Linked DNA regions of Rattus norvegicus: region 1 is linked to region 2. A link is a contact called in public Hi-C data. All regions are on one chromosome and are shown on one strand. The core of a region is the stretch at or near the end of the contact, and the rest is flanking DNA. Distances in the headings are between cores, read along the strand shown. Region 1 has its middle 49 kb from the start of Macir. Region 2 overlaps Pdzph1 (PDZ and pleckstrin homology domains 1).

What was found. Hi-C and Micro-C count contacts between places; a contact is called where the count stands out from the background.
Region 1: a Hi-C map of liver shows a contact between it and region 2, with 8 times the contacts expected there. The contact joins two enhancer-like sites. A contact is called at or near these places in 2 of 12 Hi-C or Micro-C datasets (liver and psoas muscle).

The regions. Positions count from the first base shown.
Region 1 is chr9:105,915,270-105,918,978 of GRCr8, reverse strand. No RefSeq gene overlaps it. Among named protein-coding and RNA genes, the nearest start is that of Macir, 49 kb to the right of the region's middle. Within about 2 kb of position 2,453, at least 5 of the 93 cell types and tissues checked have an H3K27ac peak or open chromatin away from gene starts, as enhancers often do. A contact at or near this core is called in liver, where this site is marked.
Region 2 is chr9:106,087,048-106,090,595 of GRCr8, reverse strand. The region is part of intron 9 of Pdzph1 (PDZ and pleckstrin homology domains 1); the gene reads left to right. Among named protein-coding and RNA genes, the nearest start is that of Pdzph1, 88 kb to the left of the region's middle. Within about 2 kb of position 1,820, at least 8 of the 93 cell types and tissues checked have an H3K27ac peak or open chromatin away from gene starts, as enhancers often do. A contact at or near this core is called in liver, where this site is marked.

The DNA.
Region 1 (3,709 bases), core at 1,204-3,703, 170 kb after region 2:
TGTTGCCTCCAAGTATCATCACGTGTGCGCAGTAACTGTGGGGAGTCAGAAGAAGCCACTGGGTTTCCTAGGACTGGAGTTACGGAAAACTGTGGCCACGTAGCCTCCACCTACAGCCATGTAGGTGCTAGAACCGAGCCGAGGTTCTCTACAATGGGATCAAGTGCCGTTAACCACCAAGCCATCTCTACAGCCCTAACTCATTATTTTTATTAATAAATTATATACATTCTGTCGTGTGGTGCATTCAGGGCTATTTGTGTGTACATTCACAGAGCATACGAGTGTACACCCATTTCACATATGACCTTTGGGAGGCCCACCCATGATCACCGGCTCATGCACCTTGAACAGAGTGAGGCAGGATTTGAAACATGCTAGAGACGGTTCTAATGTTTCCACTACATCAAGGTGACAAGGCACACTACCATGCTTCAGGGGCTCATAAGCATCGGAGAGTAACTTAGCTTTGACCTATGGATGGCATTCATTTGGTGGCACCTGTTAATTGTGATATCCATCGTTTGATACTAGAATTCAGTTCTACACATGCTTTTTTTTTTTATTAACTTGAGTATTTCTTATTTACATTTCGAGTGTTATTCCCTTTCCCGGTTTCCGGGCCAACAATCCCCCTAACTCCTCCCCCTCCCCTTCTATATGGGCTTCCCTTCCTCATCCTCCTCCCATTACCGCCCTCCCCCCAACAATCACGTTCACTGGGGGTTCAGTCTTAGCAGGACCAAGGGCTTCCCCTTCCACTGGTGCTCTTACTAGGATATTCATTGCTACCTATGAGGTCAGAGTCCAGGGTCAGTCCATGTATAGTTTTGGGTAGTGACTTAGTCCCTGGAAGCTCTGGTTGCTTGGCATTGTTGTACATATGGGGTCTCGAGCCCCTTCAAGCTCTTCCAGTTCTTTCTCTGATTCCTTCAACGGGGGTCCTATTCTCAGTTCAGTGGTTTGCTGCTGGCATTCGCCTCTATTTGCTGTATTCTGGCTGTGTCTCTCAGGAAGTTCTACACATTCTTTTGCCACAGAAATACAACTCTTTTCCAGCTAAGGCATGCCACTTTTCCAGACTACTCATCATTCAGAACAAAGGCAGTGCAGAAAATTCGACTGAAGCACCAAAAGCTGTCCTTAAAATACGTCCGTTAGCGCTCACAGGTGTCTCTGAGGGTAAGCGTACTTGTCACTCAAGCCTGACAACCTGGGTTTGATTCCTTGGAACCCATATTGAAGAGGAAACCGAGTTCTTAATGTTGTCCTCTGACCTCCACGTACACACCAGAGCACACTTGTACCCACATTCCCACACACAACCAAATGCAATCCCCTCCTGTCTCGTTCCAGACACAATCTCCCTCGTGGAGTTCAGACTTCTCAATCTGACACAAAGTCTCGATTTTTTTTTCTCTTCCTTCACATGTTGAGGAATATACATGGTACATACAGCAGGGGCAGCATACACAACAGCTAATCAACTAGGGACAGGCTCCCAGAGATGAACATCCTTTCCCCTGTAATGAAAAGAACAGTGCGGTATCTGTCTTTTGGAGCTTAGGGAAACTCACTTAGTAGGTGCCTGGTATGTTATTGTTGCAACCACTGGTCAATTCAGGACACACACCCCAGAAGCAGTGATTGTACCCTACCACACATTTCCTGCAATTCTCTTCCCATCCTCTCGTCATCTGCTTCATTCTACAACCCCATGGGGTTTTGTTTGTTCATCTGTTTGTTTGTGTAGGGCTTCTAACCACAAGGTAAGTCTCCCTTCAGAACTTGCTCACTAGGTCCACTGTGACTTGTATCATCGAATGTTTATTTTTGTCTTGCTGCAGGAAGTCAAGGGACGGGATGACATCCTGCAATGCGTATTTTCTCATATGGCATGACTCCTGACCTTGAACGTAACCCTTGATATTGATATATCCGTTCTTGTAGCCGTGTGATGAATAGTTACAGAATCTGGGTGCTCTGAATAATCTTCAAGTCTCTTACATGGGCTCCCATGTTAAGAATTTTATGGATCTGAGATGGTTCTAAAATGGCAGAATAAAGGGTTCTATTCTAGTCCCTTCTCCAAGATGGATAAGGGTAAACTGGGATTTCCTGAGACACTCAAGGGGGTGCTGCAGCTTTGGGACCTATACAAAACAAATGGGACAATTAGTGGAGCTGTGAGCTGACAGAGATACAGCAAACCAAGTGGAAGAAATGCTGGTGAGCATGTCTTTTAGTCAGAAATTCTTGATGTGCTCCCAAGAAACCATCCGATTTGGAATGGTTATTGATCCTAGAGTTTTAAAAAGGGTAACAGCTTGAGAAAGTCAGGAAATTCAGGAACCCACAGTAGATTGGTTAATAATTCCTTACCCTGTCACTGAACATAGCCCTGGGCTCACAGGCCACTGAGTAAATGAAGGTGCTGGCCTAGGACCAAGGCAGAGACCTGCACAGCTAAGCTGCGCTCACTGAGCTGTGACCGGCTGGCCCTGAGGCTGCACACCTGAGGAAAGAGCCCACTTAGCGGGCCACAAGCCTGAGCTGCTGTGACTTAGGACCCAAAGGCTATTCCAGGTTACCTCCTAGGGCCTACAGCAGCCTGCCAAAAGCTTCTCTAATCAAGGCTGCCTCCCGTCCCTAATTAGTATGTCTCTTGAAATTGCTTACTTGTAAACCAAGACTGGAAATAGCAAACGGATCAAAAATATTTCATGTGGGTAGCAGGCCTGGCCTGCGCTCCATGATATAAAATTTATATTTAGGATGGAAAGCTACTTTAAGCTTTTAACATACTAGTTCTTTAGTGAGCGCTTGAAGGTCGCTGTGAGCTTTCGATCTATTATTGAAGAATGGCAGACTCTCTCTTAGTGGGAAATCCTACTGCTCTACAAAAGACGTTAGATGGAGACTTGTCGTCGGTGGCTCCGGAGAGAAAAGTTTGCTCCCACTCCTCCTCCCACTTTTCAAGAAGCATCTTTTCAAGCTGTTTCTTTAAAAGCTTTAGAAAGTACAGAGACAGAAGAGGATGGCGGAGTCACCCTGTGCCACAGCAGCGGCATACAGTGAGACCTCTTCACTCCCCCAACAAGGATCTCATCTGCAAGACAAACTGATTCTCCGGTCTTGAACTCAGACCATTAGTCAAAGGCCACAAGTACAGGGTTGCGTCCTGCTCCTGTATAATGAACCCTCCCCTTTCTATATAAGCCATAAGGCTGCAGTAGTAGTCAGCTTGAGGGGAGCACCGCCCTGAGCGGGCAGAGGGGAGCACACTAAAGAAGGCCCTCCTTCCGAGTCTTCGCTGTTGCGGAACCAGGTCAGGTGGTAAGAGTAAAGCTGCCTCTCCCCCCCCCCCCCAGAAGCTGTAACAGCGAGTGACAATTAAACAGGTGGGAGTGCTGGCCAGAAAGGGGCCAGAGGGAACACTTGGTGCCATTCCTACTGCCTGCTCCCCTCCTGGAATTCTATCTATTCTCAAGGATCCGTTCTGTAACTATTCCTCCAGGAAGCCTTTCATAATCTCTCCCTTCCTTCTCTGTCCTCTATGTCCCTGCCTTTTCCAGAAGAACATACTCAAAACTGCACCTGACGTCCTCGGTAATCTGTGTTCAGTGTCCTGCTGGCTCTCCATGCTTGTCTCCCATACAAGATCCAGGCAACTTCAAGGAGGAGTGCAAACACCTTTTTCTGTGGTGGT
Region 2 (3,548 bases), core at 571-3,070:
CCTCTTGTGTCTAACTAAGCAGCTGGTCTCTGTGATAACAATGTGTCCAAAGATCCTAGTGAAGGATGTAGTCGGAAGAAACTGGGGACCTGAAGTGAAACACTGAACCATTTGAACAAGTATTGAGAGTCCATCAAGTTGCTTCTTACAGATGGCACAAAGAATTTCCTTCTGAAATTCAGATACTGTGCCTCTTTTCCTCCCATGACAGAACTAAGCTCTTGAGACAACCCTGATGACATGCTGAAAGGAAGGAGGACATCACAAAACAAAACACAAAGGCGGCAACAACAGTAACAAAACAAAACAAAAAACTGGCCAGAAGAACACACTGTAGAACTGCGGCACTCAGATGCCTGAGAGAGCCTTCAAAGCAACCTGTTCCATCTCCTCTCAACTTTTTCAAAAGCATCAATGGAAAGCTACAGTTAGACTCACCCAGAAGCTCGTCATAGATCCCAGGCATCGGCATCTGAAAAGACAGCTGGAGCTCTATGGAATCCTGATATTTTTACCAGTCCTTTGCCTCTCAAAATACAAAACCAAACAAAACCAAGAAAACACAGCTATTCGTCCTCGTAATACCAGTTCTTCAGAAGAATGGGGAGAGAGATAAGTTCACAAAATTTTCACACACACACACACACACACACACACACACACACACACACACACACACTAGTGTTAAGAGAGCCTTGACTTTCTCATTATGAAGAAGAACTGGTAATGTTGGTGATTGTTGACTTGCTAATCTGCAAAGAGGCAGATGATTTCTTTCTGCACTTGAGCAAAGTTGGGGCATCAGGCAGGCTTTGGGGCCACAATATTATGTTTCCATATGGATGGTGGCATTTTGAGAACAGTGATGTACAGTTTCTAATTCTTGAAGTCTTGAGCCTTCACCTCATCCTGTCCTTGGGGCTCCGTGAGGAAGAAGCCCTGGTGGTACTGAGCCAGGGGGTAGGAAGGCTGCCCTGCCCACTCGTGTTGCAGAAGATATTTCAAGAACACCATCGGACTCTGTTCACATTTGTCTTAGAAGGCAGACTCTGAGCAAAATAAGCTAAAGTAAATTTGGGTTGGTGACCTACCTTTTTAATTAAGTATTAGGGTGTTCGCTAACCCTTCTATCTATCAACTCCAATAATCAAGGGCAAAGGTCAGGCTGTCTGCTGTCTGGTTGGTATATGGTCACCAGACAAACTTAATGATTTTTTTTCTTATTTCTTATATCCTCAAAAACAGGAAGGGAGAGGATCTGACTTCTTTATTTTTTTAATTGACTATTTTATTTATTTACATGTCAAATGTTGTCCCCCCTTCCTAGTCTTCCCTCCACAAACCCCCATCCAATCCCCCCTTCCTTTGCCTCTAAGACGGTGCTCCCCCACCCACTCCTGACTTCTTTCTTGTACTGAACTTTCTAGTAAGTTGTAACTGATGACAGTGCCTTTGGAAATCTTGATCCAGATGCCTGAAAACCATTTTCAAAGACTATTAAAGCACTACATAGTTGCTACTTCAACAGAAGGAGAGTCAGTCAACTAAATGCCTTTATTATCACAGGGCAGTCATAGGGAAAACACTCAAGGGCAGACTCCTGAGATAAATTACCCATGAGGTGTAACTGTCCTTTTTATTTTCCCTGTGGGATAGCTTTATCCTCATTGTTTACATGAAGAGTATCCACTTGCAGATCTGCCCTTTCGCCTCAGGACGAAGATAATGTTTCCATTTCAACTGAGTCATCCCCGTCCTAAATATTGCACAATGTCACGGCCTGACATCTCCAGTTTGTTTTGGCCAAACACAGCGACAGGGCAAGCCAGGCTGAGGCTCTGAAATCTCTGTGCGCACTCTGCCATTTTGTGTGCTGGTCGGATGAATGCCTAAGGTTGTGAAGAATTGCAGTACTGAGTGAGTTACAAAGGGTGAGACATCTTAAAATAAAAACCTTTGAGGTGGAGTGCCTGGTCAAGCGATAGGAAAAAAATATGCTCTGAAATCACACAGGGGACATCTGCAATTTGAAGCTTTTTTCTTTTCAAATTTGAAATAGAGGGAGCTCAAGGTCAGTTTAATATTAATTCTCCTCCAGTTCTTTCATCCAGATATCAGGTTGCATTTGAATCCCGCAACGAGTTATGAATTTAGGTCACTTTGGCCTTCAGAGGAGAGATTTCTTGATAAATATTCTGTATCCGTCTATTTGGTCTTCGATATCGCAGAAAGTAAAAATGGCCAAAACTTGCCTTTTTCGTGGAAGGGAAATTCATTTCTGCTGAGTTGAAATTGCTTCTGAATAACTCACGGGGGACAGTGAGCCCGTCACATCTGATACTATCAGCAGCTCTAAAGCGGTGTTGTTCTACAACGGGTGCTAGGGGAGCAGGGAAGCCGGAGTTGGTTGGTGTGAGAACTTCAATCCAGAATCTCACGTAGGTCACAGGAAGGCGATGTTTTTGAAAAGAGAACCCCAAGTTAAAAACTATGTAGAAGTAACCTTAAAAAAAAAAAAAACCTCACTGTAAAAAACATCTATAAACAAACAAACAAACATGTGAATATACAATTTTAGTCTGCTGAAACATGATCTTAGGTGATGGCCGAAGCACCGTGTTCAATCTCCTTCAGTTCGTTATTTTTTTTAAACGTTTTTATTGATAATCTTTTACTTGTGAAGGATGCAGCTGATCATTACCTTAGAAGTAAGGGTTAGTAAAAAGGCTGTCCTCTTACAGTAGGTGAAGATTGATCTTAGACCTCCAACATGGTAGGATTTGCAAGGGTATTGGAATAAGAGGTAAGGGAACTCTAAGTAGAACAGGGTGAGGAGAAGGCGGGCAGGTCTGTGCTGGTCCAACAAGGTGTCAGTGGGTTCAGTTGGTTACGTTATGACTGAGAACAGACCAGAGCCATGTCTGAGAAAGCTTAATTCGGACTTCAAAGCTCCACTGTACTTGAGCCCTGGCTCTGATTCCAGAAGGATAAAATGAAGCAATCCTTTAGCCTTACGGGGGTGATTCTGGACACTTAGATGTAGGGTAAGCTAGGGACCTTTTAATTAGGTCGGAGAGATAAGATAATTGAAGAAATGATCCAAAAGCGAAGTGGCTGAATTTCAATGGTGGCACTAAGAGCCCAGGAAGGAGACTGGTGTCAAAGCTTAGGCTAAATTGGTGTCTGTTCAGATAACTGGTTTTTTTTTGTTTGTTTGTTTTGTTTTGTTTTGTTTTTTTCCGGCACCTCTTTCCAGTCATAAATCATCCCCAGCACTGGATACCCTCTGACATCGTTCGTTCACTACTACAAGGAATCAGTTCAAATAATACAATGTTAATGAAATAAATACCATCATCTCCACGTTCCCTCTAATGTCTGGGTACTGCGGATAATGGTGTGTCAGTGGAGTTGGCTTGCTTTGCAATTGTACGTCGTTTGATTCACACATTTAAGAATGTGTGTCTAAAATCCCCAGGCTGGGCAAAGATCGGGACTATAGTTCCTTCAAGGATCTAGGTTATGGTTGGAGTCATGGCTGGTCTCAA